Regions from separate parts of the Zea mays genome. Here regions 1 and 2 are each linked to region 3. The links are chromatin contacts, called in public Hi-C maps. All regions are on one chromosome and are shown on one strand. Each heading gives the region's core, a stretch centred on a gene start, on an enhancer-like site or on the middle of the called end of the contact. The rest is flanking DNA. Distances are from core to core; before and after follow the strand shown.

Region 1 (4,634 bases), core at 544-3,043, 190 kb after region 3:
CAGTGGAGAACGTGAACGTCGACTCTTCAACGCACGGATGGGACGGCCGTGGCAGTGCAGGGGCTCGCCGGAGGTGACGTGCCGGCTGGGTGCACCGAGCGGCGCGGCAGATGGAGCACGGGACCCGGCGGGGCTCACCAGCCCACACACGGCTGGACTTCGACGAGCGGGCCAGTGCTGGGACGCAGCCGCCGGAGACGAGCGTGGCCGGAGGAAGTGACGTGTGGCGAGACTGACGGTGTTCCAAGCGCGACGCAGAGTTGGCTTGGCGGTGCAATGGAGCTCCAACATGCGGGCGGTTTTCCGAGCGCAGAGCGATGCGAGTCATGCGACCAGGAGCGTCGAGGGTAAGCAGAGCACAGCTTGGAGAGGAGTGGAGGTCGAGCGGGCGTTCTGGAGGGTTTTGAATAAGGCATCGGGCCGGGCAGTTGCTAGTCTCTCCACGACGTGCACCGCGCGAGTGGAGGAACAGTTACGGGAGGAGAGGAGAGGGGAGGAGCTGATGATTTCTTCTTCCTTCTAAGGGAACAACAGTTGTGGGAGAAAGAGAGGTGCTGGGCGACGGCGTACATGGAAGCGAGAGGTTATTGGACGCCGGTTGAGTAGGATCTAGAAATGAGGAAATATATGGGGTGCTGAGGCTTTGCATAGAGGTGGCTCGATCACGGATCGTGGAGAAGAGGTTATCTGAGATATCTAGAGATGATTGATCGAGTGGGAGGGGCTATTGTGCGGTGGAGCAAGACGAGGTAGGGATACCAGAGGTAGACGTCGGGGTAGACGAGGGTAGCCAAGGATATACGCGAGCAGCACACCGTTCGCGAGGAGAGGTGGTATGGCGATCCCGTCAAAAGGCACGAGATCCAGAACAGCCTTGACGAGAGGAAAATATATATCTATATTTATAAATATGTATTATTGAGTTTTTGAAATACTAAATGTAGGTATTTAAATATTAGAAAGGCTGAAATTCGTATTTAATACCCGAAGAAAGTTCTGAAGATTCCAAAAACTCTCGGGAACATCCTCGAGATATTTTAACATGTTTCGATAACATTTTGCACTTATAAACACTATGCATCGGCATGAATGCAACACTCAAGCACCTCTGAGGTTTTATTTTACTAAGCTTACAACTAGATATAAAATAAAATAATTCTCCACTTTTAGGAAAAAATAGAAGGGAAGCAAAGAAATAAGAGTGTAACACCTGACTTTGGTGGATATTAGAGAAAAAAATTTATACCCCCAAATTCAGGGTGTTACACCTATCCTCGCCATCGCGCCTCGCTGGAGCTTCGCCAAAGCCGCACCTCGCCGAAGCACTGCGCAGCACGCCGGCGACGACACCATTTCCAGGTAAGCCCCGTCGGCCCTCCCTGTTTTGCTGTGCGTTGCCTCTCTACCTCCGGCAAGACCACGCTGGCTTCGTGCTCCCTCTGCGCCGTTGTGCCCAACCCGCCGCGCGTCGTAGTCGAGCCATCTCTGGCAACAGGCTGGCAGCGGGCCCTGCTGCTGCCTCACCGACGGCGGGATGCCGTCCCCAACCCCCGGTGTGATCTCAGTTATTCTGTTGTCGTGTGATCCAGTTTTTGCAAGGAAACAACCGTTCATGACTCTCAACGATGCGTGTGTGATCCACTTTTTGCGACGTGCAATAGAGAAAAGTGGAAACTGGTGCGGGCCCCATCTGCATGCCAAATATTTTTTTCCTCACACGATTTCCCTTGCTGTGCGCCTATGCGTTGGAGAGAAACCATCATGGGCCCCACCGCATGGATGCATGCACAACCAAATCTGCTGCAGGCACCCCTAGCGCAGCCGCCGCATGCCGCTGGGCTATTGGCTTCTGCTCCAACCGTCCGAGCACTCCGCGTCTATGACAGAAAAACCCGCCCGAGAGCCTAGAACTGCCCCATTCTAGCTAATTACATGTATTCTTGCGTTATAAATATGTATTGTTTTGTTCCGATTGAGTTAGATTTGTAACGTCCTTACCCACATGTCTTAGTTGAATAATTAATTGTTGGTTTGTTCGAGGGTTATTAAAATAACAATTTGATTAGAACGAGTCTATAGTTTTAACTTGTGCTTTTTATAAATATAAATGTTAATTAGTTTGATTAATACTAGCTTAAATGCTTCTAATTAATTATTTGTTTGTTGTTCGCGCGGTTTGCGCGTCATCGTTCTGTTCGCGCACGTCATCACATGTCAGTCGCACATGGTCACGCGTTGTCACGTGCGCTGTCTGTGTGCTCCTCTGCGTGTGCCACACACGTTGTTCACGCGTGTTGTGCGCGGCGTCGCGCTATTCGCGCGTCGTTCGCGTATGTCGCACGTGCTGTTTCGCGTGTCGCGCGTCGATTGCGCATGTCGCGCGCTGTATGTGCGTGATATTAAACTGTTTGATTATAATCACTCATGTCAATTAATTAACTATTTATTTAATCATCCATTATTAAAATAGTAAGTTAGTCAAAGCTAAGTAGTAGATATTATTTATATTTGAGAAATGTCGGATTAAATATTATAATTAATGCTTGCTTAGTGTAAACACGCTAACCGCTCGACCGTAGCTTCAACTATCGCGGTTCTTTTCCTCGCATAACCGTAGAAGCGCCGTCGTCGCGGGGTGAACATCGTCTACGCGTTAGTAACCTCGTTTCGCCATGTCACGTTTTAAATAACTAATTATGTTTTTTGTTTAACTAACGTTAATTAATTAGACTTTTCAATTAAACTAATTTATAGTTATTAACTTGCGCCTTATAAATGCACGTCGACGTGATTAATATATAACTCAAATGTTTTGCCCTAATGTTCGTTTAATATAAATGTGATGTTTATTTAGTTTATCTCGCGTACCGCGCGCGCGGTTTTGCACGTGGTTACGTGCTGATCCGCGTGTCGTTCGCACGTGTTGCGCGTGATCGTGCGTCGTTCGCACACTTTCGTGCGGGTTCGCGCGTCGTTCGCGCCGGTCGCGCACACTGTTTCATGCGCCGTCTACGCGTTGTTCGCACGCGTCGTCGCACTGTCTGTGCGATGTTCTGCGTGTTGCGCACGTGGTAGTCGGGTATCTCGCGTGTCGATCACGTGGGTCGCGCGGCGTCAACTCGTGATAATAAACTCTTTTCACTTATAAACACTCATGTTAATAACGTTAAGTCGTTATGTGACATATTTTGGATAATTAACTTAAGGTTCGCTCGACTAATATTTGTTAGATTAATATTCCAATTAGATTAGATGTGTAGTGTTCAACTTGCGCTTTTATAATAAACATTAACATGGCTAATATTAACTTAACTACTTTATATTTATTTAATACTTGTTTAGTATAAACATATCACCTATTTAGTTTTCCTCGTCTGTCACGCGTGTTGTTCCGCACTTGGTGGCGTGCTGGTTGGCGCGACGTTCGCGCTCGTCGCGCGCGCTGTTTCGTGTATCGTCAGCGTGCTATGTCGCGCGTGTCCGCGCGTCGTTTGCACGCTGTCGTGCTGTTTCACGTGTCATAATTTCATCTCGCTTAGAATCTCTCTTTTAATTAAATTATTTATTTAACTGATAGCCGTTAGTGTAGCAGATTAATTGAATTGGCTGATGCATAATATTTATATTTGATAAAGTTGAACTAAAAGTTATAGCTAATACTTGTTCAACGTTAACGCGCCAACTTCCCAACCGTAGCTCCGACTATCGCATTTCTTTTTCCTCGCGTGACCGTAGTAACGCGCTCTATTTCGTTTTGCATGCTTTATTATGTTCTCCTTGGCATGGTGTAATGTTCTCATGCATATATATGTTTGTTTGCTTGTGCCTGTTTGTCTTCGCTTTGCGTCGCGAATAGATTGTGATCTGTTTCCGAGCTTCAAGGGATCAAAGATCAAGCGTTGGCGACCAAGAGATCAAGCTTTTTGAGGTCTACAACATTGAACACCCTGAGCATCTGTTTGGTGAAGGCAAGTGTACTCTGACCCATTATGTCCTATTCACTTATAATTCACTATCCCACATTACTTAATTGAAACCTAAGGATTGACTAGCTTTATATTTACCTTATCCTTGATGACCTTTTGGGTAATTATGATTAGCATTTTGCTATTGCCTTAACTTAATCAATGAACATGATGTGACTATTTATGATACAATACTGTTATCCTGATTATATTGATGATCTTGTGATACTCTAGGGGGCTCAGGCTGTTTCCTGAGTACCTCTCCGTAAGGACCTGTTCGTTGAGAGACCATCGGGGATAACAGTGCAACCATGAGGGTGAAATGGGATGCCCTTAGCTAATTAATTAGAGGAACTAGAGGTGTAGTTGCTTCGCCGTCGTGCCGTCAATGGGGTCCAGGCACAGTGCTTGCTCTGCCGAGGCTGAGTGCCGAGGTTCTTTCGTTTTGCTTTTTGTTAGTCACTCTCCTGCGGGGAGGGGTACTGTGTTTATCAAACTGGAGAAACCTAACGGGCGGCTATGATCTCTAGGGAATCTTTGTAAAAGCTACGTAGTGATACCCTGCCGGACCACCTAGGAAGTGATCAATGAGGATTAGCTCTCCCCGGGCAGAACGGGAATCACGGCTCATGGGTAAAGTGTGCGACCTCTGCAGAGGGTAGTGAAACT
Region 2 (4,269 bases), core at 1,611-4,110, 170 kb after region 3:
GAGGTGACTGGCAAAAGATGTTGGTTGATATAATGTTTGATACCATGTATAATTAGCTAGGTACACATCTAATCTAAAGGATTCTACTAAAACTTGAAAAGCTAAAACTTGATTTTAGACTCAGCTAGTGCTTTTGGCAAACCAAACCCCTCAGCCAAATAGCTGCATGTCTAGAGGTAGAGGAGTAGACTCCTCACACCGGGTAAGTCTAGCTGAGTATTAGTATACTCAGCCTTGCTTGTGGTATAATTTTTGCAGGTACCTCCTTGATTTGGTTGATAGTGTGACTTGGCCTTCATCCCTGCCATCGGGATAGATGGTCGAGTGGGTTACTGCTTCCGCAGGAGAGGACCAGGAGGAGTAGCGTGGCCAGGCTTCGCCATGTTACTCGGTTTTCTCCGTTAGTTATATCTGCTGTATTAAAATTTATGGTTATTATTTCTGAAACTCTGATAATGTAATCAGTATTGGTACTTCTTAAATTTGTGGTATTATGCTTTATTGTATTTCTTTGTGCCTCACCTTCGAGTGAGCTAGTGGTATTCGATCCTGGTAAGTGGCTTTATCGGACTAGATCTGAGGGACTGACGGGTTTTTACGGTTTAAGTGTGTTGCTACCCTTGCGGGCGTGACTTGAGCACTTAAGCTGGAATAATTCGGGCGGTTCCGCCACATACTATATATTATACCTTGCTAAAAAATTGTTTCATTCTAATTCCTAATTTTTCATGGTTTACTTGCTCGTCATATTAGCTCTGTTCTCACTCTTATGCTTACGATGTCTTTTGTAGATGGCTCATCTTAGACACACTGCACGGAAGTCAGTCATTCCTTTCTTGCCTTCTCGTCTCGTGGAGCGTCCGCTTCGCCGTCCGGTGGCTGGTTAGTCTAGCCATTTGGAGAGGCTGCACCACCGCTTGCACGAGGAGCAGGAGCGTCGGCGATAGGAGCTGGAGCAGCAGGGCTCTTCTTTCTCGCTTCAGGAGGAGATAGAGTCTGTGAGGAGCTGCTCCCCTGTGCTCCCGCTGGAGGCGCCCCCTACACCACCACTGAGCGCCACAGCCACTAGAGTAGCTGCTGGAGGAGACCCAGACGATGGAGGTGGCGACAACAGCTCGAGCCACAACACCGACCTTTCAACCGACCTAGAGCCAGAAGGATGGGTTGCTCAACCCATCACTCGCGACGCTGCTCGCAGGTGTCACTTCCATGACGCGCTCGACCGGCGCACTTGGTCTATCGAGTATCGCTGTGTTGTCTTCCAGCACAATCGCGGGGTTTACCCGGATCGTTGGGAGGCGACCTACTTGGTGCGCCATCCGGAGAACAGTCTCCGAGGTGCGGAGATCTGCTCAGAGCACTATTCTATCTCTGAGCGGGACTCAGCTGAGGCGGCCATGCTAGATGTCGCACGCATGCGCTTTCGCACTACTGCTCAGTGCTCGGCGGGGTAGCCGATGGTCTCAACCTGAGGTATTACCCCGCCGCCCATCTGGCAGCGGCAGCACAGGAGGCGTGGTTGTCTCACCTGTTGGTGACAACAATCCTAGGTTGAGCAGCACAGTCAACCTAGCCACCGTGCTAAACATGGAGCTAGACCATGCATTAGACGAGCTGAGTAGGGCTCGTGCTGAGATCGCGCGCGGAGCATCATCACCTGGAGGATGGCTCCCCCACTCCTATCGGGACTCAGCACCCGTACCGCTCACCTCAGCGTGGACACCATGCTTATGGTAACCCTGACTGCAGGACCAAGATAAATTTAGAACCATAGATCGTCAGCGTCAGATCGTGTAGTTAATGCAAAAAAATATATAGAAGCTATAGTCTTAGCATTAGTCTTACTCTTAGTTAGTCTTAGTTAGACAGGGTAGTTTGCTTATTCTGGGCCTTTATGTTTGTCATGATGAACTATGTTGGATTTGGATCTTTCTAATGACTGTCGCTGTAACACCCCTGATGTTTATATTCCGCTCGACAACGAGTATGGAATTAAGCACGTAATATCAATGGATAAAGCAGATGCTAAATTTTAATCATCTTCGCCTATCGCGATTTTAATATCGCATCTGTTTCGTCTGTCGCGAGTTCGACATCATTTTTATCTATCCGGGCTCCTCCTAAATTTTCGTGATGTTCGAAACATCGTTGTTCCGAAAATCGGTGCGTCGGGTGATATTTAAAATACATCGCTCGCGCGAATACGAATTCAGAAGCCCGACCCACTCAGATGATTTTTTATCCCGGGCAAATTAATTAGAACTCAACGACTAAGTTTCAGTGTAAAATAAATTACGCTTTTTGTTATCCGTGACATCGCGTCTACGGATTTTTAATTGAATTATCCTCTAGTCGAGTGTTCGAGTAGCAAACAGAATTCGTCTGAAATCAACTGAATCAAACGCAGAATAAATTATCGAAGCCAAAACCCGTTTAATTTGGTCCGTTGCTTCTCGTTTCGATTTAAATCATAACCCTAGAACTCAGATTAGGTTTTTGCGACTCGTGTCGGAATAATTCGGTCTGACGTGTGATGAATTTAAAATTCGAGAGAAAAGCTGAGTCAAACCCGAATTGTTTAAAAATATTGCAGTATAACTTCTAATCAAAATAAATCATAGTCATGAGATTCAAACTCGAAATAATTATTGTGCTAAAGATATTTTGGAGAAGGGATTATAGAATAAAAAAAAGAAAAAGAAAAATATCCAGGGATCGGATCCTATCCTACGCCGCCCCTTCCCTGATTTTTCTGTACGCGCCGCCTTTCTCTGAAGCCTTATCTTCCACGCACGCCCAGCCTGGTTCCTAGTTCCTACTTCCTTATCTCCTTCACCGTGCGTCTTCTTCCCTGGTACACGCGCACAGGCTTCTTATCCCCGGTCATCTTCTCCTTCCCTGTAGCAGCGTGCTCCTCTGCTCCTTCCGCTTCTTCTCCCTGGCGCTCGGCCGCCTCTGGTCCCCAGCAGCGGAGCTGCTTCTTCCCCAGTCAGGCGCCAGGCCTTCTTCTCTCCAGCTCGTGGGTCTCCCTCGCCATAGTCGCGCGCAGTTCCCTGCTCGGCAGCCTCCCTGCTCGCCGGCAGAAGCTCCCAGCCGAGCAGCTCCTGGTCTCCAGCCTTCTTCTATGCGCGTCCTGAGCTCCTCTGGTGCCGCATCCGGCTCACTGGGCGCTTGGCCTCCTGCTCGCCGCGCCCTAGGCCCTATTCCAGCTCGCCCAGCCGAGCTCCCTTGCCATGGTCACGCCCCAGCTCGTCTTCCCCAGCACGCCGCGCTGTAGCTCCCTGCTCGGCGTCCTTCTCTACGCGTCTGCTCCCTCGCCGTGGAGTTCTCTGCGCTCTGCCCAACCCCGATGCCCAGTCCTCGAGCTCGGCTTCTTCTCACTGAACTCGCCCCAACCACAGCCGCGCTCCCTGCCGAGCTCCCTCTGCTCGCGCGCGCCCTGCTTCCATGGCCGCGCGTCCCTGGCTCGGCTCTGCCCAGCGCCGCTGTAGCCGAGCTTGTCCCTGCGCGCCCGTGTTTCCTGCTCCTAGACGCCGCGTCCTCCCGGCCATGGAGTTCGCCGGTAGCCACCCCGTCGTGCTCGTTTCTGATGCTCGCTCCGGCCATGGACGCTATCGAGCCCGCTGTTTTCCCTGTTCAGTACTCGCGTGGCTTCCTGCTCGCCAGTGCGCCCTCTCGACTCGCTTGGCCTTAATCCCTATCGCGTCATCAACCTCGCCGGTTATGGTGGTTCCTCGTCGCGTCGTGTGTGCAGCTCTATATACGTCACCCTCATGTATCGTCGTCGAGCCCGTCGAACCTCGTTCTTCCCTGCTCGACCTCGTCGAACCCTGAATCCCAGACGTTAGGCAAAAATAAGTGAGATCCATGTGCATCGCTTATCAAGTGCTCGGTCAAAGACTTCAATCGAAGGTCGTCGTCATTCCGTGCGTCATCAAGAAATCTCAAGAGTTGGGTGAAGACGAAGCTAGCAGCGTGATATTCACCAAGTGCTCGACAAAAAGCTCGAACAAGTCATCGATCGTCATCCTCGTCTACGCCAAAGATTCGAGAAGATTAGGCGCAGAAGGAAATAAATCAGTACGAGGCCGGATAATTCTCGATGTGGATGAAGATGAAGCGCGATTCGATGCAGCACTCACCCTATTTTCGGTGAAATGCTGAGCTGAAAGGCGTCATCGATTTCGTGGTTGCAAGTTTGATTTAGTATGGTAAGCCGATTCATATTTCCGATTAGCTTAATTATTGAATTAGTTCGATGAATGCGAT
Region 3 (4,464 bases), core at 607-3,106:
ATCTTAGCTGATGTATCTAATGTGCAAAAGTCATATATATGAAAAGCAATGTGTGCACTTCTATTCCTAGTCCCATCATAAAATTTTATATTATAATAACAAGAAAGAAAAAATCCCAAGGCATTTATTGTCAAGATTCAGTTCTGGGTCTTACACAGCTTACAGTATCCCCAGTTTTAGTGAGTTCAACTTAGCACAACCAGCCTCACATGTTATATATTCAGAAAACAGACAACTGAGGGAAAATGTATCTTATGCATAAGGGATCGTTGTTTAAAGGGATCCGAACTGACAAGAGTATGATGAACCAAGAAGCACATATTAACTGTGAATTACCTGCGAAGGATATGAGCGCCGAACTGATCTAAGTGCGTCACTGTTAATATTAAACCCTCCATCAGAGGCAGCCTCAAAGACTCCGTAAAGCTTACGCAGTGTATAGTCAAAGAGAAACAAGGGCATCCCTTTTCTGATGTGGCTGACAAAGGATCGATACTCCAAGGGTAGACCGAAAATGCTTGCTTGGAAGCATTGGTCCCTTGTGACGCTGTTGGACATGAAGATAGCTCCTGCCATGGAGCCCGCAGCATCATGCCTAATTGACAGCCCGGGCCCCTCGTGCCTCATTCCAACGGACCTTGCACAGCCACAGGTGAAATGAGTGAGAACCGACTGTCACCGACATTTAAGGGATCCTATCAGCTGCATATGAGGGCTGGCCTAAAATCCTGGCTTTAAAATCAGATCTAACAGTGCACAATTGTTTTAGAAAAACTCTTCCCACTCTTAGCCTTTTCGTTTTATTATAGAAAAACTCCAGATATAGTCCATCGTGAGATCTAATTTTGAAGGGCAGAATTCTATAGGTGCAGATGTGCGCTAGCCTTCTATATACACCTGATATCATCCCTACATTTAATTAGCTACATACTGGCTATACAGTATTTCAAACAGTGATGGCAGGATGTCAAAATTAATTTTAATAACGTTAGAAGGAAGCGAGTCAGAATAAAACAAAAATAAGTCAAGTGTTCAACCAAAGGAAGAAATAACCATTACAAGAAAGGCTAATCAAAAAGGGTGGAGACCACAGCAAGTACAGAAAAGTACGGAAGTGATGATTAGGAACAGTAAACGGACAAAAGAACAAACAATTTTTTAGATAAAAACTTTCCCCGCTTTATTTCAACGAAACATCGAAGGAACAAACAATTGTGGTCCAAACAATATTTTTTATTTTCTGCATGGAAGAAACTGGTTCGACCAAACATAAACTATCTACAACGCGGCACCAAATCTGCAATGCGCGAAGCAAAAGGCGAAGGTAACGGTGTAGCGCAGAGCACGGCGGTAGAACGAAACCAAACCACATGGATCCAAATTATCCACAAGTGCTGAGACTTGCAGATAAATTGGCGATTGAGCGCTGGGGCATACCGACCTGCAGACCGTAAACCCTAACAATCGAGGTGACAAAGAAAAATAAATAAATATCGCGACGCAAGTGGCGTCTGTAAAGCGAGCCAACAGAAGACGTGGCGACGGGATGATGATCATTGATCGCAGGAGAAAGTAGATGGAGGGAGTAGAGGACTAGAGTGGAGGGGGTTCGCACTTGGGATCGACGCGCATGCGAGCGATGGGTGGTGGAGGCGTTGAAGGCAGAAGGGTTACCCGTTGAGGAACCCCGACGGAGGCCACGGCAGGAAAGCGGCGGGCGTGGTGGCTAGCGGAGCGGTTGGCGGAGACGGGAGAAAGGCAGACAGCACAGCCGCCGCACCGGCTGCAGATAGAAAGGCCTTGGGGGAAAGCGAATGGGACGGCGGACGTCTAGCGCTTTCGTTTCGGTTCCTGCGCCGCAAGCCCGCAACTCTGGATGGATGGGTCCCAGTCTCCCAGAGCAATCCGGAGCAAGGGAGGAGACCAAGAGTCGGAGAGGTTTCGCGTCGGCGCGCCGCACGTATCGTGGATTCGTGGTGTCGTGTGTCGTGTTGAGCGCGCGTGGTTCGCCAGACGCCGAACCCATCGGACACGCGTGGCGCGGCCGGTGACAGCAATCGGCCCATGGGCTTGTCAGCTTGCCTTACTTTTACGCTGCTGTAAAAGGCGTTAGGTTTGATGACACTCTATTGAGAATGAGACAGTACTTACTCCGTTTTTTATTCACCGTGGTTTAGTTAAAAATAAATTAGCGACCGATAAATATTCGATGAATGGAAGTTATCTTTGGCCTTACAACAAATTATGACAAAAAAGAACATAGCAAGTCATCTTAGGCGATTAACTTAATTTTGTCTTCTTTCCTTATTGATAATTACAATATTACCTTCAGCCTTACAAACGAGAACACGAAGGTAAATAAAACACCAACTCAATTTCGTCTTCTTTCCTTATAGATAATTACAAGGTTACCTTCGGCCTTACAAATGAGAACACGAAGGTAAATAAAAACACCTTCGAAGGCAGATGAATCTCAGTGCACTCTGTTTAGCACCACACCTAATACATGACATTGTTTTTCTATTTATAGTGGTGTTAGAGAGAAAATCCTCCGAACGAGTGGTGGAGTGCACGCGTGCTGATCCTAAGATAAGGAGGAGGCCTAGGGATTGCCTAATTAGCTGGAAGAACACGAGAATACAAAGGTTAGAGTGGTTCGGGCCATCGGAGCGTAATACCCTACATCCACTGTGAGTTGTATTGCCTGAGAGTCTTTGTGTGTATCTGTTAGTCATTTGTTCTCAAATGCTATATATCAAGAACAAGGCAACATAATCATTAGTCATTACAGACCTTCGTCTAACCGAAGCATTATCTCCTCGTGGGTATAAAGCTTTGCCAGACGAAGGTTAAGAAGGACATACCTTCATCATTTAATATGTGAGTAGAAATGCAAAAGGATAAATATGATAACTGCATCTCATTAATTGGTTTATTATTATATTTTATAAAAACAGAAATGAATGTAAACAATGTTAATGTTACATTGATACCTTCCGCTTGCTCGAAAGTGTGGATGCAAGAAAGTGAATACAATCCAGCATGAACAGTACGGGGGTTACTATTCATCTATTTATAAGCACGGGACGCAGCCCGAGCAAAATTACATATGTACCCTTAAACGCTTATTTACAAGCAACTAAAGCTAATAAGGTCTATTTAGTCTTTTATTTCTTTGCTTGATCCGAGCCGAAGCTATTGTCCTTTGGCATTCTGCAACGTTGTCCGTACACAAAGTCTTCGTCTTGAGAAGCAAAGCCCAAAATTTGTATATATATATAAAAATAATAATAATAAAATAAATACATGAAGAAATAAAATAGTAAATTCAGATATCTCAAATTATACTTGAGTGTTAAAAATTGGGGACTAAATTTTCAAAACCAAGAATTATTTTAGAAAAGAGGTAATAGAAAAGTTTTCTATTCAACTAAATGATTATGCATATCATTAAATGATGCACCATAAGCATTTATTTACATGAATATTTAATTTTGAAGTAACTTTTACCTTTTGTCCCACAATCAAAATACTATTCTCCTAAAAAGAAAGGAACAATATGAGTGTGTTTCATATTTCAAACATTTATCCAACAAATAAATTAATTAGAATAAATAGATATCCACTGCATCATGATTGATTTTTAGTGGGTATTAAATTTGAATTCTTAAACTATATTTTAGATTGGAATTGGAATTTTGTAATGTCAAAAAGGAATAATATAGGAATGTAATAAAGAGATGAAGATTTGGATTAAAACCTAAATTTGAATTTGGAATTTAAGAGAGAAATACTAAAATACAAAATAAAATTTATAGATATATAAATTCATCCCACACTGGTATGTTCAAATTGAATATTTATTTTGAGTACAAATTCGCTACAAGATTTGAATTCAAATTTTAGATAAAAAGGAAAAAGCAAAATAAAAGAAAAAGAAAAGAGGTTCTAACCTAAATGGGCCGCGACGACCTAAATCGGCCCGACACACGAAACCCGCGCGCGTGCCCTCCCCTCCGTTGCTCCTTCTCGCTTCAGTTACAGGTGGGCCAGCGCCTAACCGGTTTATGCGCTTGCCTTGGATGGGGGATGTATCTATGCCAGGTGGGACCGTGCGCGCAGACCCGTCTTCCTCGCGCGCGCGCGACGCTAGGTTCTGTTACAACAGATTCCCGCGGAATGTGTGCCGTTCGTGGCTCGACGCGATGACCACGCCATCTGGGTGGGGTTGGTGGCTTGCTTTCCGCAGACTTGACGCTCCTATAAATGTTGTACCGGGCGCTGTCGCAGTTCGAGAGGAGAGAGAGAAAGAAGAAAGCCGCTGCACGCTCATCTCACCTACAGTACTGCTGCTAGCCAGTGGTGTGGTCTATCGGTTTCGCCGGATCGTGCTGTGAGTATTCGTGATATCGCGGGGCGAGTCCGGTGGCGGGAGTCGCACCAATTGCTCGCCGGATCTTGAAC

What was found. A called contact is a pair of places that touch in the nucleus more often than the background predicts.
Region 1: a Hi-C map of ear shows a contact between it and region 3, with 2.7 times the contacts expected there. The contact joins the enhancer-like site here to the promoter of LOC100216949 in region 3. A contact is called at or near these places in 2 of 25 Hi-C or Micro-C datasets (bundle sheath and ear).
Region 2: a contact with region 3 is called in a Hi-C map of endosperm, with 2.6 times the contacts expected there. The contact joins the promoter of LOC100274546 here to the promoter of LOC100216949 in region 3. A contact is called at or near these places in 3 of 25 Hi-C or Micro-C datasets (ear, endosperm and tassel).

Annotation. Positions count from the first base shown.
Region 1 is chr7:47,142,715-47,147,348 of Zm-B73-REFERENCE-NAM-5.0, reverse strand. No RefSeq gene overlaps it. Among protein-coding and RNA genes, the nearest start is that of LOC100274546, 22 kb to the left of the region's middle. Within about 2 kb of position 1,793, at least 17 of the 20 cell types and tissues checked have an H3K27ac peak or open chromatin away from gene starts, as enhancers often do. A contact at or near this core is called in bundle sheath and ear, where this site is marked.
Region 2 is chr7:47,165,300-47,169,568 of Zm-B73-REFERENCE-NAM-5.0, reverse strand. LOC100274546 reads left to right here and starts at 2,860. Exons shown (of 1, transcript NM_001148902.1): 1 at 2,860-4,269. The coding sequence starts at 3,448. The coding sequence ends at 3,834.
Region 3 is chr7:47,330,542-47,335,005 of Zm-B73-REFERENCE-NAM-5.0, reverse strand. It overlaps LOC100216949, which reads right to left and starts at 1,856. Exons shown (of 4, transcript NM_001359527.1): 1 at 1,616-1,856; 2 at 337-637. The coding sequence starts at 1,632.